2 separate regions of the Xenopus tropicalis genome follow, and region 2 is linked to region 1. The links are chromatin contacts, called in public Hi-C maps. All regions are on one chromosome and are shown on one strand. Each heading gives the region's core, a stretch centred on a gene start, on an enhancer-like site or on the middle of the called end of the contact. The rest is flanking DNA. Distances are from core to core; before and after follow the strand shown. Region 1 overlaps gse1 (genetic suppressor element 1). Region 2 has its middle 17 kb from the start of fam92b.

Region 1 (4,248 bases), core at 717-3,216:
TCCCCCATCCAACGCCCACACTGTTCCCGAGGTATCTATAACGGTTAACAATTCTACCATCACCCCATCTTCCCAGGCCTGGTGCCTTGGGGTTATCCTTGATTCTGCCCTGTCCTTCACTCCTCATATCCAATCACTTATCAAATCATGTCACTTTCACCTAAGAAATATCTCCAAAATCCGATCATTTATCACCCAAGATGCTGCCAAAATTCTTATTCACTCTCTTATAATATCTCGCCTGGACTACTGTAACTCCCTATTAATTGGCCTCCAAAGACTGTCCCCTCTCCAGTTCATAATGAATACTGCTGCCAGGCTCATACACCACTCCAACCGCTCCTCCTCTGCCATGCCGCTCTGCCAATCCCTGCACTGGCTTCCCCTACCATCCAGGATAAAATTCAAACTAATGACCCTCACATTTAAAGCAGTTCATAACTCTGCCCCACCCTACATCTCTGAACTCATCTCTAGATACCATCCAACCCGCTTGTTACGCTCCTCTACTGACCTGCTCCTCTCTCATTCCCTCCTCACATGCTCGCATTCAAGACTTTGCAAGGGCTGCCCCCCTTCTCTGGAATTCGCTCACACAAACTGTCAGACTTTCACCCAATCTCTCTGCCTTCAAGAGTTCTCTAAAAACACATTTATTCAGAGAATCTTACCCTAATCTAGTTTAGCAACACCCTGTGCCCATTCCCACACCTTGTGTCTCAACCCTTTCTCCTTGTAGATTGTAAGCTCTTTTCACAATCCTACTTATAGAATACCCATCGACCACGGTTCCCCCTTCAGAAAATAAAAGTGCATAACATGTAACATTCCTAATATAAGCAAATTTGTAACAACAAGAAAAAAGAAAATCGCACAATCTTCAATACATGGTATCCACATGCAAGATGACACATATGCTTATAACCTCTTTACAACACCATAGCCATCCCCTTTAAGAAAAAATTGTTATATAATACCAGAAATACTTTCTTTAAGCAATGCTTCCTTTTAGATAAATGCATACAGGTCATATTCTCTATTAAGCCCCCGTGGATGTAATGTCTGCAAATTATGAATTCTGGAGTTGTAGATATAGAATATCCATCGTCCAGGGTTCCCTCTTTGGAAAATAAAAGTGCACAAAATTTTTTTGGTGCACGCACGTGATTTTTACCCCTTCTGGATCCTAATTAGCATATGCTAATTTGGATTTGGTTCGGCAAATCTGGGATGGATCCATTGGGATGGATTCGGCGGTTCCAAAAAACTGGTTTCGGTGCATCCCTAATATATATATATGTATATATATATTTTTAAAATATTTTATTAGAGTACATAGGCAATGCATGTGGTAAATAGTTCCACTTTCTTTTCCACTTCAAAGCCATGACAATAGGCTCCTCTTCTTCAATATACTTTTCCCCCTCCCCTTCAAGATACTTTTTTTTTTGTAGAGAAATATTCACATTCTATATTACGAGCCCCTCCCTGGCCTTTGTTTTCTTCATCTTTTGTGACATGGCTGAACCCCTTCTAGTTATGTCTTAAGGAAAAGCCAGACAGAATAGTGAAGTGATTAGTAATATAAAAGTCATTCTGTGAGCATTTGCATTTGCAATAATATTTTTTTATCTCTTCATGATGTAAATTTTTCCTAGAACATAATGGGTTAACACTTTGATAAAGGACGCTCTGAACATCTCTTTCTCCTATCTGTCCTGCATTGTCTGGCACCGCCAATGGAAACCTGAGCCACTAAGGATGTGGAAGAACATGCAGACATTTTAGGAATAGCATCCAAACACCCTCCACCCTCTTTGTTTTACCCTTCCTTCCTAGCTCACACACATATATACACACATACACTGTGCTTTCTCTTCTTTCCCTGGGCACATAGCCAGACCTTTGTTGTGGCTGGCCCAGTTCAGCCTTTGGTAGGAGCGAGCCTAGAAGCACTGGAATGCCGGTAATCTGCCTCAGAGTTGATTGATTGCCCTTGACACTTAGATTCTCTCAGGCTCTGATTTCAGCAGGATTCCTCCCTCCCACCCACAGTCAGCTTTCTTCCCTTATAACTTGCTGAAACAGTGACAGGGTGTGAGTGTGTGCGCATATCAAAAAAAAAAAAAAAGCATGGCTCAAACCCACTGTACTCTAAGTCACCAAATCACAGCACAGTTCCACATGTAATATCACTGGCTTTTTATGGCAAAGGAAAGCACCTTAGAAAATACAACTGAAGCTGTCCATTTGCCTTCAAAAATAATAAAATCCTTCTTGACTCCAAAAAAGCAGTCATATCCAACATTGCACAGGTATGGGATCACTTATCCGGAAACCCGTTATCCTGAAAAGTTACAGAAATTACAGAAAGGCCATTTCCCATAGACTCCATTATAAGCAAATAATTCTAATTTTTAAAAATGATTTCCCCTTTTCTCTGTAATAAAAAACAGTACCTTGTACTCGATCCTAACTAAGGTATAATTAATCCTTATTGGAGGCAAAACAAGCCTATTGGGTTCAGCGCCGGATTTCTAAACCGCGTGCCCCAAGGCCGTTCCGATTCTGCGCCCCCCTAACCCCACCTCGGCGCGTGCTGCAGCGGGGCAGCATGCCGCCCCTAAGTTTGTGCCGCCCTAGGCCCGGGCCTTTGTGGCCTCGCCACAAATCTGGGCCTGATTGGGTTTATTCAATATTTAAATGATTTTTAGCAAACTTAAATTCCAAATTATGGAAAGATCACACGACAAGGAATTTAAAGCTTTCACTTTCTAACTTCTTCTCTTATTATTTTTTAAAAAATATCTTTTTAAATAAAAACATATGGGTTTATATTACTAATCAGTTTTGGGTTGAAGAAAACATTGAAGCATGATGTGGGCTGTGCAGTTCTACTGCTGTGTAAAAATAAAAAGATTATTTTTTTTTTTTATCAGACTATGATCTTAAACAACTATGTGCTATTTTCTCTCCCCAATAAAAGTTTAGTTAGTGCTTCAGTAACTTTATAAGGAAGGAATAAATTAGAAAAATATCAGTGCAGTCAGAGACTTCCATTGAAGTCATGTTGAGAGATAAACAAATCCATAAACTGGATTAATGTGTGCCTAACATCTCCTCCCTCTCAGAAGTCATAGTAAGCACACAATGAACAGATGTATGTATTTATTTTACAGTATTTGTTATTGATTATGTAATGTTTATTAGTAGTTGGCCCTTGGGTTTTCTAGATAAGAGGCTTTTTTTCAACGTGGAGAATGCTGTGTCTTCTTGAGACTACTTAAAATACCTTAAGAAAAAAAATGAATATTTTTCCATTGGCAGAAATAACTACAGAGGAAAACCAAGTCATTAAAAAGATTTGTTTGTTCAGCACATTGTAGGAATAGTATTGCAGTATTTGGTATTGTTTTGGATAATGGGTTTCTAAGTAACAGATCCAGAACTGTATCAGTGAAAAGAAAACTCAGTAATGAATCCAGTACTGTAAGTCTATAGCCACACGGGGCGGATTCTCGAACTGTAGATAAATGCAGGCAGAGAATTCACCCGTACTCTTCAAAAAGCTTATCGTTGTGCCTGTACCTGGAATCATTGTGTTAGCCTGGGGGCTTGAGCAACTGCTCAAGTATGCAGTGTGCCTGCACTCGGGCCAAGACAATGGCCTGTGTTTATTGGCGGTCCCAGAATCAGCTCTCTGTCGAATTAACCTAAGATTTAGCATATCTACATTTAGTGGGTCAGGATGTAGTTAAAGGCCATTTTGGATCAGTCCTTGGAAGATGGGGTATTTACTGATAATGAGCATAAATACTTTTATGTAGAGCATTCAACTACACACACCCCTCATTGAAGGCCTCCCTTCATATGTTGAGGACTTTATAGAAGTTTTACAGAGTTTGGAATGTAGCTTAATGGCAGGATTGCGTGTCGGCTTTGCTTTATTGGCTTTATGCTGTGATTTGTGACTCCTGTATCCTGGTACCATTATACTATCCACTGTACTGGACGGATGTTAAAATAAGAATTACATCTACTGTTTGCTACATGCTAGCTTTTATTACTGATATTTTTTTTTTTATTTCCACTATAATAAATAATATGGCTTATTTATGTCTGCAGACGCAGTTGGCAATTTGTGATTTTCCCCACAGTGAGTTGCATCTAAAACCACTTTCATTAAAGGTTCAAATGTGCTCTGTGCACTTCCGTATAGTTGTGCTCAGCAGAGATCAGTCCCTCCTG
Region 2 (4,248 bases), core at 771-3,270, 67 kb before region 1:
TGTTATATGGAAACTTATCCAAGCCATTTGGAAATACAGGAATACCACATCCCAAACTGTCCTATGTAAACAAGCAATTTGTGTAAGCTTTTATTTTTGAAATAATAAGATACTAGATATAACATTTTTGTACAATATTATTATTCATATAATTATGATTGCTGGTCTTTAAAGGAAAAGGAAAGGCTAAGTCACTTGGGGGTGCCAAAATGTTAGGCACCCCCATGTGACTTTAATCGCTTACTTTTTATCCCGGGCAGGTGCTCCTGTTAGGAGAAAACCGTACCAGCCGGGGGTTCCTGCAGCGAGAGTTTCCTCTTCCTTATTTATTTTGTCTTCGGAATCCCTGGGCTGATGCATGCGCAGTAGAGTGAAAAAAACAGACTTTTTTGTTAAAGTCGGCTTTTCACCCTACTGCGTATGTGTATGAGCATGCGCAAGCATGTGAAGACAGAAGCAGGAAGAGGAGACACTCGCTCGCAGGTACCCTGGGCTGGTGCTGTTCCCTTAACAAAGAAGTAGGCTACAAATGCTGCACATTTTATGTTTTGGCCTTTTTTTTTTAACCACGGGCAACCATAGAAATTTAGCAGTAAAGATCTGTGCCTCTGAAGATGCTTCAAGGAGCTCTCCATCTTCCTTTCTTTTCTCCATCTTCTTTTCTTCTGCTCTATGCTCTGTGCTTCTGTCAGTTACCTAAGCTTAAGGACTGACTCACAAATACTGCATATACAAAATATCACAAAAAGTGTCACAATACAAGGCTAATTAGCAATTAATTTCACTTTTGATTATATAGCAGCTCATAAACCAGTGTAATTTACATCAGAATGTAATAATTAGCTCTGTAGTATTGGCTTCTATGATATGAGAACCCCATTTTCTGCTTGATGATTTGCTACAATCCTTAAGCTTAGCTTCTCCACAGCTGCCCAGAACATGCTAAGTATGAAGGTGACCCCCTGTGCACAATTTTGAAGGTCTGAATTATTACTGGTATAGAGATTCTAAAACTTTAGTGCAGTAAGTTCAGTATATAAAAAACAGCATTTTAGGCTTTAGTTCTACTTTAAATGCTTAAAGGAGAAGGAAAGGTGGAATCCATGGTGGGTGCTAAAATGTTGGGCAGCCCCCCTTGATTGTATTCACTTACAGGCCCAAATTTGTGGAGGGCGGCATGTCGCCCAGCAGCAATGGTATTTTGCCCGAATATGGAGCAATGGGGAGAAAACACACAGAAACTTTAGCATGCGCACATGTGGTGGAAAAAGGTGCAGGCCGGTCAAGGTGGGCGGGTGGCAAAAGGGGGCGGCCTTGGGGCCCCCTATTCAGAACCTGATACCGTGGGCTGTTGCTCCTGTTAGAAAAAAAATGCACCGGACCAGGGTACATGCAAGCCAGCGATCGTCTTCTGTCTTCTTCTCTACGCCAACTGCAGATGCACAGTAAAGTGAAAAGCCACACTACTGCAAATGTGCTGGCCCCGTGATCTCAGGAAAAGGAGAAGAAAGGAAGAGGATTGCTAGGTTGCATGTAGCCCGGGCTGGTGCGATTATCTGCTAATAGGAACCTGGGGTATCAGGTTCACAATCTTAATCCACCCAGTCATTTCACCATTTCTTCTCCTTTAAATACCTTAGTCAACTCCATGATGTGAGCCAGGACAGCTTGTTGTTTCTGTGCTCTCCCTTTTAGAAGGAATTGGCACAGTCCAGAAAGAACAGGAAAGGAAAGCAGCGACAAGGTCAGGGTCAGAGAAAACATATAAGTGTCATCCATCATATCAGCATAACAGAGCAGAACTGAAATGTGAATTCCACACTGCTAAGTATACATATATATATAGACCATTCCACTGGCACATAGAGATGTGTATATTGCTGCTAACTCTCATTTTCACTGGGCAATGGGAATCCCAGGAATGTGATGGCCTTTCATTTCTTAAATATGCCTGTGTAGCAAGCACCCTGGACAAGGGGATGATTTCTCCATCTGTTGCAGACATCTGTTTTGCCCATTGGCCTTGAGTACAAGTGATAATCTCATGCTGGGAATAGAAGCCCTGGGAGGGAGCCAGCGTTTGGGAGACTTCCTGCCAGGCATGCTTTCTTTGAGGAATTAGCCTTTTAGAAATACTTGAGCAGTGAAACTGCAGGGTGCTGGCCCCAGGAAACCAAATACATTCCATGGAAACAAATAGATCAGGATCAGACCAGCAAATGGGACATCCCCTATTTATTTTTAACACTTTTGTTTCAGAAAGAGGTGTCTGCCCTAACGTTTAAGGGGGGTTCATCTAATAAAGGTGAACATTATGGGTTTTATTTCACTGTAGTTCTTATTTAGAGTTCTGATGTTTTTGCACTGCTGTATATAATGATACTGAAACATGACCTGGTGAGAGTGCTGTCCTCACAGGTGAATACACAGAACAAACAGATTACATTCAAAACTACAAACAGTAACCGATACAGAAGGTAAAAAGAGGGTCCTGCTCAACAGAGCGGATGGTCTAAGGAAAAGAAGGTATGAAGCTCAAGGAGTGCAAATGGAGTATATGACATAATGTATACATTAATTCTTGATCGGGACCCTGCTTTGCACTCCTTGTGTATTGCATTATCCACACAGTTACTGTAGATGTTTTTATTTTGTTTTTAAGGATTTTTTGCAGTGCTCTGTCTGCCAGTGAACATCATGTAAAACAGAGAGACAAGAGTTAGCTAGGACTGTGCCCACCAGGGATTACAGAATAATCTCCATTTCATTTCTTATTGCATGTTGGACTAAGCAGTCTTGTTACTAATTCAATAATAGGTACCAGAAGCAATCAGATTGTTTGTCAGTTTTGAATGTTGACATTAAGATTAAAAATCCTTACTATTTATTGTACCCCCAGCAGTTTGTAGAGTTTAGATATAAGATCTCCTTTCTTTATCATATTTTATCATCATATGCAACAAAAAGGACTCAAAAATGTACTTGAATCACCCCTCTGAAATGTAATGTAATGTATGTATGTATGTATGTATATTTTTATTTATAAAGTGCTACTTATGTACGCAGCGCTGTACAGTAGAATACATTAATACAAACAGGGGGTTAATAAGATAATAGATAAATACAAAGTATAACAATAAATACAAATAAATACAAGATACAGTAACAGTTGCAATAAGTTAAGAGTCAAAGACACAAGAGGATGGAGGTCCCTGCCCCGTAGAGCTTACAAGTAATCAGCAAAATAAGCATAGTTGGTCACTTACCAGTAATGTCTTGATTTGCATACATCATATAGAGAGAGAGAAGAAATGCAAAGACCGTCTTGATGATTTATTGGAAAGCAATGCCTATTATACAACCCTATAAAAGAAAATACATTTTTATTGTGAAAAATGTATGTATGGTATATTATAAAAATATATATTATAATTATATATATATATCAATAAAATGTGAATTAAAACATAAATCTAACTAATATAACCCTATGTGAAAGAGCCCAAATATAAGTAAGCAGGATGTTTTCAGTACTACCATTTAAATATACATTAGGGGATTTGTGGGGGGGGGTTAAGATTGGGGCCAGGAGCCTCTGACTAAGGATTGATGAAGTGTCCAAGATAGGATTTGTATGGAGCGGATGCAGGAAGTCTGAGACTAATAACCATTCTCCTGTATGGTCACTGCTTGCTGATGGGAGACAGAAAATCAAAGGTTTCTATGTGCCTGCCAAGAGCAACACCTTGAACTTCTTCTGAATGGGGCTGTTCACTGATGTCGGGGAGGAAAGCTTTTTCTTAAACTGTCAGTCTTGTCACTGTGGACTGACTGATTACTGCTGAGAGGAACATGTCCCAAAGAAAAAAAGTGTGACTACTTTGTGGGGCCAAATAGTCAGAATCACCTATTATCTGTATTTTGAAAGAAGAAATGACATTGGAATGGACGAGGGGGGGGGGGGGGGTCTATTGTTGATGTTCTAATATAGGCTGTGTTTATTATAGTTGTACTATACAGGAATCAGCAAGGCAGGGTGTGATATCATTTCTTAAGGAGAACTAAAACTTAACTATGAATTAGGCTAGAATTTCTGTGCCTCTGAATATGCCCCCAGTATCTTTTCATTTTCTTTTCTGCTGATTCATAACAAATGTTCTTGGATGTTGTTAGTAAACTGAGCTTAAGCACCCAGGGAAGGTATTAGGCCAGTTCTACCAGATGGACGCCATAGCACGGTGTAGAACA

What was found. A called contact is a pair of places that touch in the nucleus more often than the background predicts.
Region 2: a Hi-C map of neurula embryo shows a contact between it and region 1, with 2.6 times the contacts expected there. The contact joins two enhancer-like sites. A contact is called at or near these places in 2 of 5 Hi-C or Micro-C datasets (neurula embryo and tailbud embryo).

Annotation. Positions count from the first base shown.
Region 1 is chr4:65,156,044-65,160,291 of UCB_Xtro_10.0, reverse strand. All of the region lies in intron 1 of gse1 (genetic suppressor element 1), which reads left to right. Among named protein-coding and RNA genes, the nearest start is that of gse1, 27 kb to the left of the region's middle. Within about 2 kb of position 1,966, at least 3 of the 11 cell types and tissues checked have an H3K27ac peak or open chromatin away from gene starts, as enhancers often do. A contact at or near this core is called in neurula embryo, where this site is marked.
Region 2 is chr4:65,222,918-65,227,165 of UCB_Xtro_10.0, reverse strand. No RefSeq gene overlaps it. Among named protein-coding and RNA genes, the nearest start is that of fam92b, 17 kb to the left of the region's middle. Within about 2 kb of position 2,020, at least 3 of the 11 cell types and tissues checked have an H3K27ac peak or open chromatin away from gene starts, as enhancers often do. A contact at or near this core is called in neurula embryo, where this site is marked.